Linked DNA regions of Mus musculus: region 2 is linked to region 1. Evidence: chromatin contacts called from public Hi-C data. All regions are on one chromosome and are shown on one strand. Each heading gives the region's core, a stretch centred on a gene start, on an enhancer-like site or on the middle of the called end of the contact. The rest is flanking DNA. Distances are from core to core; before and after follow the strand shown.

The links. Hi-C and Micro-C count contacts between places; a contact is called where the count stands out from the background.
Region 2: a contact with region 1 is called in a Hi-C map of muscle stem cells, with 2.1 times the contacts expected there. The contact joins two enhancer-like sites. A contact is called at or near these places in 1 of 484 Hi-C or Micro-C datasets (muscle stem cells), 1 of 115 datasets of contacts at active chromatin or transcription factors (microglia) and 2 of 9 other capture datasets (adipose tissue and liver).

What each region holds. Positions count from the first base shown.
Region 1 is chr8:79,158,039-79,164,827 of GRCm38.p6, reverse strand. All of the region lies in intron 8 of Zfp827 (zinc finger protein 827), which reads right to left. Among named protein-coding and RNA genes, the nearest start is that of Gm30271, 40 kb to the left of the region's middle. Within about 2 kb of position 1,812, at least 100 of the 459 cell types and tissues checked have an H3K27ac peak or open chromatin away from gene starts, as enhancers often do. A contact at or near this core is called in adipose tissue and muscle stem cells, where this site is marked.
Region 2 is chr8:79,347,530-79,353,563 of GRCm38.p6, reverse strand. It overlaps Smad1 (SMAD family member 1), which reads left to right. Exons shown (of 7, transcript NM_008539.4): 4 at 118-234; 5 at 3,752-3,973. Among named protein-coding and RNA genes, the nearest start is that of Smad1, 49 kb to the left of the region's middle. Within about 2 kb of position 3,368, at least 103 of the 459 cell types and tissues checked have an H3K27ac peak or open chromatin away from gene starts, as enhancers often do. A contact at or near this core is called in adipose tissue and muscle stem cells, where this site is marked.

The DNA of each region.
Region 1 (6,789 bases), core at 563-3,062:
TACTGGAAGTTCAACACCAGGCTGGGCTGCTCCTTACACAAAAAATTCAATGCAACCAGTAGTTTGTTTACCAAATAAGACATTAGAAAAATCAAATAATTGGATGCTTTCTCTCTATGAGGAAAACATAATGTATTAATCTTTGACAGGGTTTTTATGTAGCCTATCATGTTCCTGAATTTGCTATGAAACAGATGAGGACTCCCTTGAGCTTCTGAGCCTCCTGCCTCCTCAGTACTGGGTTAAAGGCTACACCATTATGCCTGATCCGTGGTGCTGCAGATGGCATCAGGGCTTCATGCATGCTTGGCAACTTGCCACTATCAACTGGGCTGCACCTCACCTCCCAGATGCAACACACTAGTCAGGCACTCTGCTTGTATTATTCTTACATATTTTAACTACTTTTTGTCTCTATCCTTTCTTCTTTTATATAGATACTAGAGGACAATAAACACTTGTGATCTGAAAAAAAAATCTGGCTGCAGGCAAGAGAGAAAGAGGCATTGATTCATGATATGTAAATGAATGTAAGTGATTTTTCTACAAGTGAGCTGAGAAGTGGCTACCTTTCTGCACTGTAACACAAGTGCTTTACCTTTGGTAACAAAGGTTCAGCGTCCTTTCGAGACTTTATCTCAATAGAACCTCTGTCTCATCTTCTAAGGACTAGGGAGCAATTGGAAAAAGAATATTATTCTCTAGTTCACAGACAATTTATGGGATGTAAAAGCTAATTTCCCAACTGACGTCACATGGTGAAACCACTTATCTAGGACTTCCCATCCCCCAATGCCTGCTTCTCAAGAGGCTGAAGTTCAGATTAATCACACCGCATAGTAAGAGCTGTGCATAGCATATCAGCCTTCAAACTGTTGAGTGCACTATGGGTCATGGACTAACAGGGGACAGGTAACAGCACTATGGTAATCTTATTTTCCAGTTTGGGCATGTGCACATTTGTAACCTTAGTGGCACTTGAACACAGATTTTTGCATCTAATATTAATGCAGAAACTCACAAATACTTGTGGAATTGGATCACTGCCATGTTCTAATTTCAGTGGGAATGTGTGGCTGCTTTTGCAACAGATGCACTTGTTTCTAGGTCCTGTTGGTGACTCCTGGGTTGAGACTGTGAACATTCTAATCTTTACAGGAGACGGTGTCAAGTTAACGTCCTACAGATATCCCATCTCATTTCATACTTTTAAAAGCCACTGTAGAGCCAACACCTGTAAAGGCTAGTGGCAGGGCGCCGTGACTCGTCAGTATCCAACACTTAGTATTGTGTGTACGTGTGTGCTCTTGTGTGTGGGGTGAATATGTGTTCATGTGGGTGTGTGTGCATGCATGGGTGTAGGAGAGAGGTTGATGTCATGTGTTTTCCTTAATCCCACTGCAACTTATTTTTAAATACTGTTCTTATTAATCTCTTAAGTATTTTATTCTATGTATTTTGGTTATGCTCACCCCTCCTCCACATCTTTTTTGAGACAATAGAGTCTCTGGACTGCACGGCTCACAAGCTCTGGGTACCTACCTACCTATCTCTGTCCTGGGGATTTGAACTTGGGTCCTCATGCCGGCACAGCAGGCACTTTACCAACTGAGCCGTCTCCCCAGCCCTAGATCCATGGAGCTGTTAAAGCAATCACATGCGCAGCAGAACAGAACACTAAATGACATCATACCCCAAATGCTAGCCTGGCTCTGGCGAGAAGCCAAGTAACCACGGGTTACACAGCAAGTTTGCAGAGGTGACTTTTTCCAAAGTTCAGGTTTAACTGAAAAGGCCAGAGACGTGATTCAGACTAGATCTGCTAACCACGTGTGCTGCCCGAGGAGGGTGACCTTACAGTCAGCTGCCCACGGAGAGTGACCAGGGCTGCTTCCTGCCTCCTTCCACTGGCTTCTATGCACACAACTCCACCCCTCAGGCACCAGGATACAGACTGAAAGGTCCTTTTAAGCCACTGTTTCTTGCCCAAGGGACCACATGGCTGATCCTAAATCCCACCTGTTCCTTCTAGGCCTGTGTCTTTCCTGCATCATTAGCTCAAAAAGAAAGGATAAGGATGGAGTTTTTCTTCTGTGTGGAGGAAGTGAAACTGTGAAGCCTCTAATGTGTTAGGACTCTCACTCACTCACAAAATGCTCACCATTTGAGCTAGCCTAGATTTTGATCCAAGTCTATCCATATAATGTCCACAATAATGTTGGCAGAAACCGTTGGATCTCTGAGTTTGAGGCCAGCCTGGTCTACAGAGCAAGTTTTAGGATAGCCAGCCAAGAGAAATCCTGTTCTGAAAAACATAAATGAACAAAGAAAAAAGAAGAAAGAGAGAAAACCAACAGGGACCACTATAACAGGTCGCCGTGTTTCTTCCTCATTGGGTTTGAGGTTAAATGGATACGGAGTCATCCTACTAGTTTTTATGTTGTGAATACCAAGAGACATTGAGAAATTGTGGAGAAGGTGGGATGAAATTTTTAGACCTAACCATGATGTGGGGGTGGGGTGACAATCTCTAACAGGTTAATTTTGAGAATACTGCATTAACTTTGGACCTGCTGTGAAAAACTTTTGGAGAAGAAATCCAAGACAAAGTTTGTGGACTGAGGCGTGGCTGTCCACATGAAGCTCACATCCACAACACCGTATGTTCATATATCTGTAGAAAATACATCCTGTCCCCGTTTATCCTGTGTGTTTTGCGGGTAACATACAGATTCACAGCAGTGAAAGGTTAGAAAAGAACACATTTCAGGAGCTTAACCATCTGAATCATCAACACAGGTTTTGCTCTACATGGTATGGACGTGGGTTTGCCACTTTAAAGACCTGCTACACCTAATCAGTTGCTCATGAGAGCGGAGGCCGGACTCCTGACAGGGTAGGTGTCTGGTACGTTCTGTCTAAGTCTGAAACACCAAATGCTGTTTTTCCGTTGCTGTGAGAAAACACCATGAGCGAGGCGACTTACAGAAGCAAGAGTTTGTTTGGGTTCATGGTCCTGAGGGATAAGAATTGTTCGCGGTGGGCAGGCACAGCAGCTGGCATAGATGTGGGACTGGGAAGAGGACTAGGAGAGCTCACATCCTTTTTTATAAGCACAAGACAGAGAACAAGACAGAAGTGGCATGAAGATGAGGCTCTAATGTCAAAGCCCATCCCCAGCGACATCCCTTCTAGTAAGGCTGCACCCTTAACTTCCCCAAACACTGCCACCAACTGGAAACCTCTACTAGCCTCTGGGGGACAGTCCCATCAAAACCACAACACACCACAGGAACTAAGAGTCTGACTACCATTTGTACATCTTCAAAATAGCATCTCTCTCTCTCTCTCTTTTTTTCTCTAGGAACTTTTCAATGTCTTCGCTAAGGAATGAAGAGAGAATGACCTTGGCTGGTGAGATGAGTCAGGGGATCATGGCTGTCAAGCCTGGCAGTGTGAGTGATGACCCCTGGGACCCACATGATGGAAGAGAGAAGTGAGGCTCACAACGGCCTCTCACCTCCACATGCATGCTGTGGCATGGATGCATCACTCCCCAAAATAAGAAGTAAATCTAGAGCGAAGGACAGAGACAGAGACAGAGACAGGCATCAATTAACTCTACAGAACTTTGCTGGATCAGGCCAGCAATTGCTGGCATTTGGTCAGAAACAGACAAATATGAGGCCAGTCATTTGAAATGGTCAAAGCAGCTGTCACCACTGGCAGTCCCTTCATGTCTACCCATGTGGTTCTGAGGTAAGAGGCTGGCGTTCACAGGGTGGGTCACCAGCACAATTCCCCACCCAGTACAATTCAGCATTAGCTTCAGTTCAGAGCAGATCTCCAGTTTCCGTACTTTAGTGGGGGTTGGATGGGTCATAGCAGCCGCCACACAAAAGTAATCCAAAGCAACAACAATATATACTTGAGACTCAAAAAACAAAACAAAAACAAATGAAATTAATAGACAATCATATGCTTAGTACGTTAAATGCTGACCTGAGCTGATATAAAATGCACTAGCCAGGGGACATAAGTCACCCCACAGTAACTCTGACTCTGCTTGGTCCAGCTCACTACGGTAGGCATTGCTTGAGTACATCCTGAGTTACCTCACTATTGCTCACCCACCCCCCAGCTTTATCATTAGTAGAAATGTACACACTTGAGGGTCCAGGCAGGGTCTGCTGCTCAGGTTAACCCAACAGTGAAATAACAAGCCTGTGTAGACACTGTCATAGCCTATGAACTCTACCCTGGCTGAAGGCCAGCTGGAATTATTAATCAGGCTTTGAGTTCCTGACCTTGAATTAATCCAAACAAGCTATTTCCTCCTGAGGCAAAGCTAGAGGCCCTCTGACACCCTGGCGTTTCTAGTAAAGGAGCCCTTGAGTTTCAGCTTAGCCCACGGCTGTGACCGTGGCCTGTCAGCATCTCTGTGAGCCAATCATGGCCAAGTAACCATGCTCTAGGCAACTGGACTGCCGCAAGTTGTATGTGTAATGTCTAGGTCAAGGCTTCTTAAATTGAGTCATGCCCTGTTATGGGGTAGGGTAGCTGAATGATGGGGGCTGCAAAAGATCTGGCAACAAGAAAAGGTTTCTGGACACACAACAAAGCAAAAATTCATTCAAATTCAACCCCATACCAAATGGTGAATCTGAGTGTTCCTTACAGCAGTCCCTCATGCTGTGTGTACCATGCAACTTCCCCGCAGCCCAGGCTCTGAACTGACAAAATTCATACTTCCTGCTGTAGGTTACATCATACAACGACACGCCATGAAACGTAAAACTTCCATACACTCCTGGCAAACGGCGCGTTTGTTTGTCCTCCCCCCTCCCCCCCCCCCATGTACAGTTTCCTGTTCCTACAGAAGCATAATGTTTAATTCCACAAAATAAGGAGTTTTTAATATTCCTCTGTATAGTTCCTTAGTACGTAAATATGACATTAGCGTACCACCGTATGACACTCTATAAGACAAACACACACACCCACCTTGTTAGTATGCACTTTTGCTTCCATCCTTCAATGTTAAAAGTCTACGTGTTTCCCGTGAATTGCTTCACGGTGAGTTTCTCCTTGATTACTATCAGTGAGCACTTGATTTATTATGAACTCATATACTAGAGGTCATGTAAGAATTTCTTAGGCCAAAGGTATCATGAGTGGAAAATGTAAATGGCCACGCTCCAAATCACGCCCTTAAGAGGAAGGTTATGCCCTCAACTTCTTCTTTTCCTTTTTTGTGTTTAAGATGTGACTGGCAGTGGGCGCTGGAGCAGTCACCATGACGTACAGATCAAGGATGGTGGAGTGCCCAGGACAGGAGGAGCTGGGGGACCCGGGAGTCCTGAATCGGCCTGGGACTCTATGCTGGATGGCTGTCCACCTTAGTTAAGCTACTGTTGTGGCATTTTAATAGCCTCTGACTCTTCACCACGACTCCCACAGTCAGCACTTTAACCCTTTAAAGTGTGTTCAGTTAGGTAGTTCCTGGGGAGCAGGATGCCTGTGCTGAGGCGAGCAGTCTCCGCTTCTTGAGGTTCAATTGTTAGTTCATGAGCAAGGCGTTTTCGTAAATGATGCTCCTTGGGTCATTGTCACACTAAATAGTATCCCAATTGCCTGATGTTTCATTTGCCCATTTATCTATCCATCTACCCATCTACCTGTCTGTCCACCCACCAGTCGGCCTGTCAGTCTGAGACAGAGTCTTATGTAGCCCAGGCTGGTCTTGAACTTGATATAATAGCTGAGGATGACATTAAACTTCTGGACTTCCTGCTTTCATCTTGCAGATACTGAGACTATAGACGTGTGCCAACATACCTGGTTTATGTCATGCTGGAAATTACACACAGAACTTTCTACATACCCGGCAATCACTCTACCAAGCTGCAGCCGCTGCCCCTGCTCAGCTGTACTGAACAAAGTAGACAATTGTGAGCAGAGCTTCACACAACCAAACCATAGGTTAGACGTGTAAGAATTTCCCCAAAGCACACGTTTACATATGTAATAGCCAGGCCTGGGGCACCTACAACACGAGCTGCCACCTAATTAGTAGTGTTTCTCTCTTGTCATGAGTTTTGGTTTTCAGTGGTCCCTGTATGCATATTTGCCAATGTTAATGCAAATTCTCTCAACAAACACCACTGCAGTTTATATTATATGAGTTCCTACAATCTGCCTGTCCCTGTCCCCCAGTAGTGAGGTTACAGGCACACATGCCTGCCGTGCCTTGCTCTCCTAGCAAACGCTCCTCCCCACTGACCCCTCCCCACCTCCCTCCCTTTGCATCTACAGGCTCCTTAAGCTCAGCAAGCACTCCACCCAGAGCCACACCCCCACCCCTTTGTAGGTTTTTTTGAGGCAGTCTCTTGCTGTGGTAGTCCAGACTGACAACAAACTTTGGGTCTTGCTGCCTCAGCTGGAGTGGTTAGTGCTGTAGGTGCCCCAGGCCTGGCTATTACATGCCAGTCATGCCTGCTCTGCAGTGAAGATGACCAAAAGTGGCTCTAGTCACCAAACATGCCATGGGGGCAGACTCATTCCCAGAAACAGACTGTCCATGGAGTGTCTGATAGGCTGTGGGGTTTGAGAAGGCTGACACAATGACCATTGAAATGCCAATGATTTCAATGGAGGTGAACAGGTGTCAATGACAGTGGTGCCCTGGTGACCAGAAGCACGGAGCATGAGCGGATTCTCATATTTTAGATTAAGAAAGTCACTGACTGAGCTTCTCCTAAGGAAATTCACAGGGTGGCAAAGAAGTCA
Region 2 (6,034 bases), core at 2,119-4,618, 190 kb before region 1:
TCTTCTGACCTCCTACATACATGTACACACACATGCATCTGCGTACACAAAGACTCTCAACACAGAACAGAATATATGCCTGACACATGTATTTTCTTTTTCTTTAAAACTTTGTAGCTGACACACCCCCACCTGCTTACCTGCCTCCTGAAGACCCCATGGCCCAGGATGGCTCTCAGCCCATGGACACGAACATGATGGCGCCTCCACTGCCCGCTGAAATCAGCAGAGGAGGTAAAGTCGGTTGCTGCTTCTCCCTCTTAGAGTTTATTGTCTGCAGTCCAAGGGTTACTTTCAGTCATACAGACCTTCCAAAAGTAGCTGTTTATGAAACATACAAAAAGCAGTTGTTGTTGTTGTTGTTGTTGTTGTTGTTGTTGTTGTTAACCTAAGGGAAAGAATTCTCTAGTACCCAGCCCTTTGCTTAAACTCTGTCACAGTCTCATAAGAGACCTCAGATTCAATACATATTGAATGTATTTTCAATAGCTTACCAAATGGCCTTAAGCATCCTCCTGCCATTTTGTACTAGAAAGTTAAGTGAGGCTAAGTCTCAGCATTGGTGATTAGAAAACCAAGCTGTTGGCAAACTCTGAAGATAACCAAGCAGGCTGTTCATCCATCGGTGCTGAATATTAAGCCGACATTTATTATTTATTTTAAAAATGAGCAAGTGTATCTATCTCATTAGCATGCTAATTTGCTTTTACCTTTTGTAAATGGTTACATAATGTAAACAAAGAACCATTTAGAAATATATTTATACGTGATTTAGTATCAATAAATACGTGATTTGTATAGCTGTTTCATGTACCTGCATACATATGAGGTTATTGGAGAGCTCTTGGGCATGAAGAGCTAGAGGGGACAATGGCGAGGCCTGTGTTACATAACATAGTCCTTTATTTAGATGGCCGTGTGTTCAGGTCTTCAGTAATTAATAACTTGGGATCGGTGCTGTAAGAATTGTCTTTTTAAGGGCCAAGGGGAAACAGGCCATCCACAGGACTGCAAAGCAGACTTCCCACGGGTGATCCCACTGAAATCCATACAGCTGGGTTTCCAAACGGTTGTCTTTGTGTTAGAGTAGACACACACACACACATATACACACACAATGCGTGCGCTGGCACCTCGTCTATTTTATAGCTCTTATCCATCACTGGAACAATGGTGCGTTTTCCCGTTCTGCACTCATGCCTCACTTTGTTACCAGAAGAATTTACAGGATGAGAATGTATCCCTCTCCCCTCAAAGAATTTACAATTGAACTGAAATTCACCTTCCCTCCTTGGGGAGGGGCCTGGTCGTCACCACCAGCTCCATTTCAGCCCAGTAATGAGCTGGCGGATGGCCCCACACACTTCTCAGGACCACAGTGGCATGTTGAGTGGGAGCAGAGAAAAGCAGATGCTAGAATCCCTGAATCCCGCCCCAGACACCAGGCACACTACCGCATGCCAAGAGGTGCCATGCTGCCCTGGCAAGGTCTCCCATCCGCTCAGTAACTTCTGGGAGGGGCCTCCGGCAAGCACTCAGCCCAGGGGTGAAGCAAGTTGAAAGTAAAAGCCACGTGACTGCTGACTAGGTTTTATTTTGTTCCTAACCCCACTTTCAGTGAAACGAGAGGTGCCTTGGCCTGAGTCAGAGTTGCTGATGTTTTTTCAAGACTTAACTATTATGCTGTCCGTATGGTAGTGTGAGGGCAACAGCATGCCCTGTTCATATGTGTTCAGACCCACAGACTAACCAAGAACAAGCCCTGACACCAGCTCTGGATTCGGGACGATGATGTGTCCATGTAGGCTCCTGAATTATACTGAGTACACCAATCTGATGGCAGATCTCTGTGATGGGAGGATGTACGGAAAGTCTCTGTGCCAACTTTGCAGTGACCCAAAACGTTGGCTCCAAAAATAAATACCCTTTATAAAACCCTTAGCTGTACAGTTAAGTAAATTGGAACATACATGAATCAGTGATTGTGTTTTGAAGTTTCCTTTATAGGTGCTCTGTGTTTTATGGGTCTTGGTCATCGTTAGATGTTGGGAGTCAACAAGCGAAGAGTGTGAGAGAGGAGCCTCTATCTGACCCAGTTTTGGAATTTTTATTTGGGGAGCAAGATACCCTGTGTGGACCCTGTATCTGTACTGATGAGATTAGCTCTAATACCCCAAATAGAGACCATACTTTTAAGATTTTTTTTCCTTTTAAACAGCTTTTAAAATGTTCCCTGTTAGAGCCAATTTAAAATCTCCTTGTATAGTCAAAGGAAAAAAATGATGGCTTTTTTCCTGTTGTCACCTATGGTGGTTTTCCCAGAGCAAGGGTCAGCAAACTACAGCCTGCAGACAGATCAGCCCTCTGTCTGTTTTTATAAATAAAGCTTTATTAGAACACAGCTGTGCCCATTTGTTACATATTATCAATGGCTGTTTTCGTGTGATACAAAGGCATAATGGAATAGTTGTGCTAAAGACCATATGCCCCACAAAATCTTTCTGGCCTTTTATAGGAAAAAAATGTGTCTGAGTCTAAACTAGATGAATAGCATTTCTAACAGCACTAAGAGCTGATAAAAGGCTTGTGTGACTGTGGCCACAGCCGCCTTTGAGGTTTGGCACTTGTGAATCACTAAAGCTTTGCTTGAAGAACAGTGGAGTAACAGGGGGGAACTGTTTAGAAAACAAGCGAAATAGTTTATTTTCAGCTAAGCCACTTAAGTATAAAATGTAACTGAAGAAGAACATGGAAGCCCTTCTTTTTTTTCTTTTTTTTTTTTTTTTACCATGTCTGCTGAATTTTCTTTGCATTTCTTCCCCTTTGTCATGAGGCCCCATGAGGTTGAGATCAGTAATTACGTTGGCAATAGTGTGGTTTGTATGCCTGGGGTCTCAAAGGCGGGTTAAAGGAGGTTTGCTGCAGAAAGGATTCATCTCCCAACCTTTTGGTTGAAAGCATTTAGAAGTGTTTTCTGTTTGGAGATTCGTCAGGCTTAAGAGATCGGACTTAACAAGCTGCATCCTGTCGGTGAAGCTGGGTAGTTTCCATTGTTGGCCCATTCTGGGAAGCGAGAGACAAAACACACCTGCTCGGCATGACTTAGAGCAAATAGAAGGAAGTTAGCATGGAGTCTGGATGAGAGAGATATGATTCACTGAGGGAGAATGGCCAGCTGGCAAGATTTCTTCCTGAGCTAGAATCACAGCAGAACTGCAGCCCTGGCCATCACTGGCTCCTGTGGAGCCAGGCAGCCTCTCCAGGATAGGCAGAAGTTGGTTTTGGTGCTTTGGGAAAGCAGAGGCTTACCAAGGCTCTCCCAAAGCAGCTCCCTCCCACACCAGCCCTGCTGGCACACCTCCAGGCCCCTCTTGTTCCTGAGCCACTTGGTTTTTCATTGGTCACTTGTATTTCTCGTAGGTGGTGTGCCCACAAGAGTGATTCCTATTATTCCTGTATGTTAATGAGCAAGTAATAGATCGTTAGTATTCAGCAGACGCTGCTGCTGGGCTTGCTTAGCTGGTATTTTGGTTTTCTGCTAATCATTGGAGAAGATTGTTCCCCAATTAAAGGAGAATGCACCTTTAATAAGAAGTACTTCAGCTCTCAAAAAATGATACATGCGATCATTGTAGTCGCCCTTGCATGTCTTCTCTGTGTGGTGCCCAGCCAGGTTTACAGTGCGGTTTCAGTTTGGGGATGCTCCAGGCGCAAACCTTGAGCAACACAACCTCTTCTTCCCTTCTTACAGATGTTCAGGCAGTTGCTTACGAGGAACCAAAACACTGGTGCTCTATTGTGTACTATGAGCTCAACAACCGTGTGGGTGAAGCGTTCCACGCCTCGTCCACCAGCGTGCTGGTGGATGGTTTCACAGATCCGTCCAACAATAAGAACCGCTTCTGCCTTGGCTTGCTCTCCAACGTTAACCGGAATTCCACTATTGAAAACACCAGGCGACATATTGGGAAAGGTGAGCTTTCCCTTTTCTCTGCTTGCAAACGTTCGTCTCTTATTCCTCTAGAAGTGACTCAGTCATTCCTGTGGCAAATGCCAGTGAATGTTCAGACACTGCTATTTGAAGACATTTTCCAATTCATATTATTGAAGACTGTGCTAATTGATGATCTTAGTGGTTTTTTCAACTCTGATAATGTTGTTAGGAATTAGTGCATAGTGTGGCTTGCTACTGTGGGCAGTACTCTGATGTTTTTGTTATAAAAATATCTTATTAAGAATTTTTACATTTATTGCCTATGTGTGCATGCGCCTGTGTGCATGTGTACGTGTGTGCTCGAGGGTCTTGATCAGAGGACAGTCAGGGAGTCGGTTCTCTCCTTCCATCCTGTGGCCATCAGAAATCAAACTCAAGTCATCAGCTTGGTGGCAAGCACTCTCCCCATTGAGCCACGTCGCCATCCCACCTGTCTTTCTTAATAGACTTAATTATTTATTAGTGGTAAATTAGAACAGTTCTGTAACGTTTACATGCATTTACTATATGATTAAGCAAATGGCTAAACGTGTAGGTAGGTGCTCAGCTCAGCTTTGCCTGCGAAGTAAGGAGCATGCAGTCATGAAGGAGTGTGGCATCCCTTGGAAGTGTCGGTATAAAATCATAAATTAATGACATGGTGTGTGTTTATATGCTGTTGTGCATGTCTATATGTGAGCCTGTCTATATGTGACCCTCTGAACATGCAGGTAGTTTTTCTACCCTGTGTACCGAAAGGGCAAAGAAGCAAAGATACAAAGTATTGACAAGCACATGCCTAGGGTCCATATCATTGCTGCTAATATCTGTCCCCACTGAGGGAGATGGTGGCTGCCTCCAAAGCTGGGACGAGGCAAGCCCGGAGGATCTCCTGTGAGAGAATGGGAAGGAAGGATTCAGAAAGCCACAGCCACGGGTGCCTCTTGGCATTCAACTCCCACCTCACAGCTCAGTAACCAGAATCTATCTGTCCTTTGGTCTCCATGGTGGGTGTGTTCTGAGACCCGAGAGGCTCAGTTCCCACACATAAAACAGTGTAGCAGTAACTTACCACACTTCACCTTTCAAGTGTCCTTCTGAGAACCATACCTACTGCAGAGTTCATGTCATGTAAACAGTATCACTGCTGAGTGAATCGTGAGGAGACAAAGCCTGCACATGTTAGGGTTGGTGCTATCTGAAAACATCGTTTTTGATCTGCGAGTAGTTGAAACTGGATTCCAGATCCACAGATAATGAGGAGCAACTATAATTAACTGCAGTAGTGGATCTTACGATACTGCTGGGTGTGGTGGTGGTGAGCCTAACTCCTGTAATACCAGCACTTAGGAGGTGTGAAGCAGAAAATCAGGAATCCCAAGCCAAGTCTACACAGTGAGATTCTGTCCAATAAGCAAATTCTAATTGATACAGCCATAGGAATCATTAGTAGAGAAATGACTTAATTGGAAAGTCCAGTCGCTAAATGACCAGTGAGTGCTAGAATACAAAAGTCATTGTTTTTGCAACCATTGAGTAAGGACCACGGAAGAGTCATTGGTGTGGGGCTGGTGAGGCAGCTCAGTGGGTGGGTGAGGGGGCTGGCTGCCTAGCCTGAAGGACCTTAGCTTAGTCCCCAGGACTGCCCGGCGGGAGAAACTCAGCTCCCGTGCTTTGCCCTCTGACCCCACCACCATGCTAGCCCGTGCTTCACACGTGCATACATCATTTCTGCAGACCAAACAAGGAAGTGAATGTTATAAAACAGCCGTCAATATATGCCAAATATGAAGAGAAGTTTTATGACAGAGCATTTGCATATTTTAAAATATTTCTCTAAAAGCTATTTTAGTTGCAAGGCAGAGTAAAAATAAATTTATACAGTGGATAAATCTGCATAGCCAGTAAATTGTTTGATTGATCCCCCATCGGGGCATCACCAGTGAGAGGCAGACAAGGAGCATGTGCTAGGGAATTAGAGGCAGGCAGATCTCCAGGAGTTGCAGGCCAGCCAGGAGACAGTGGGACCCTGTCTTTAAATAAATAAATGAAGTAAAAAAA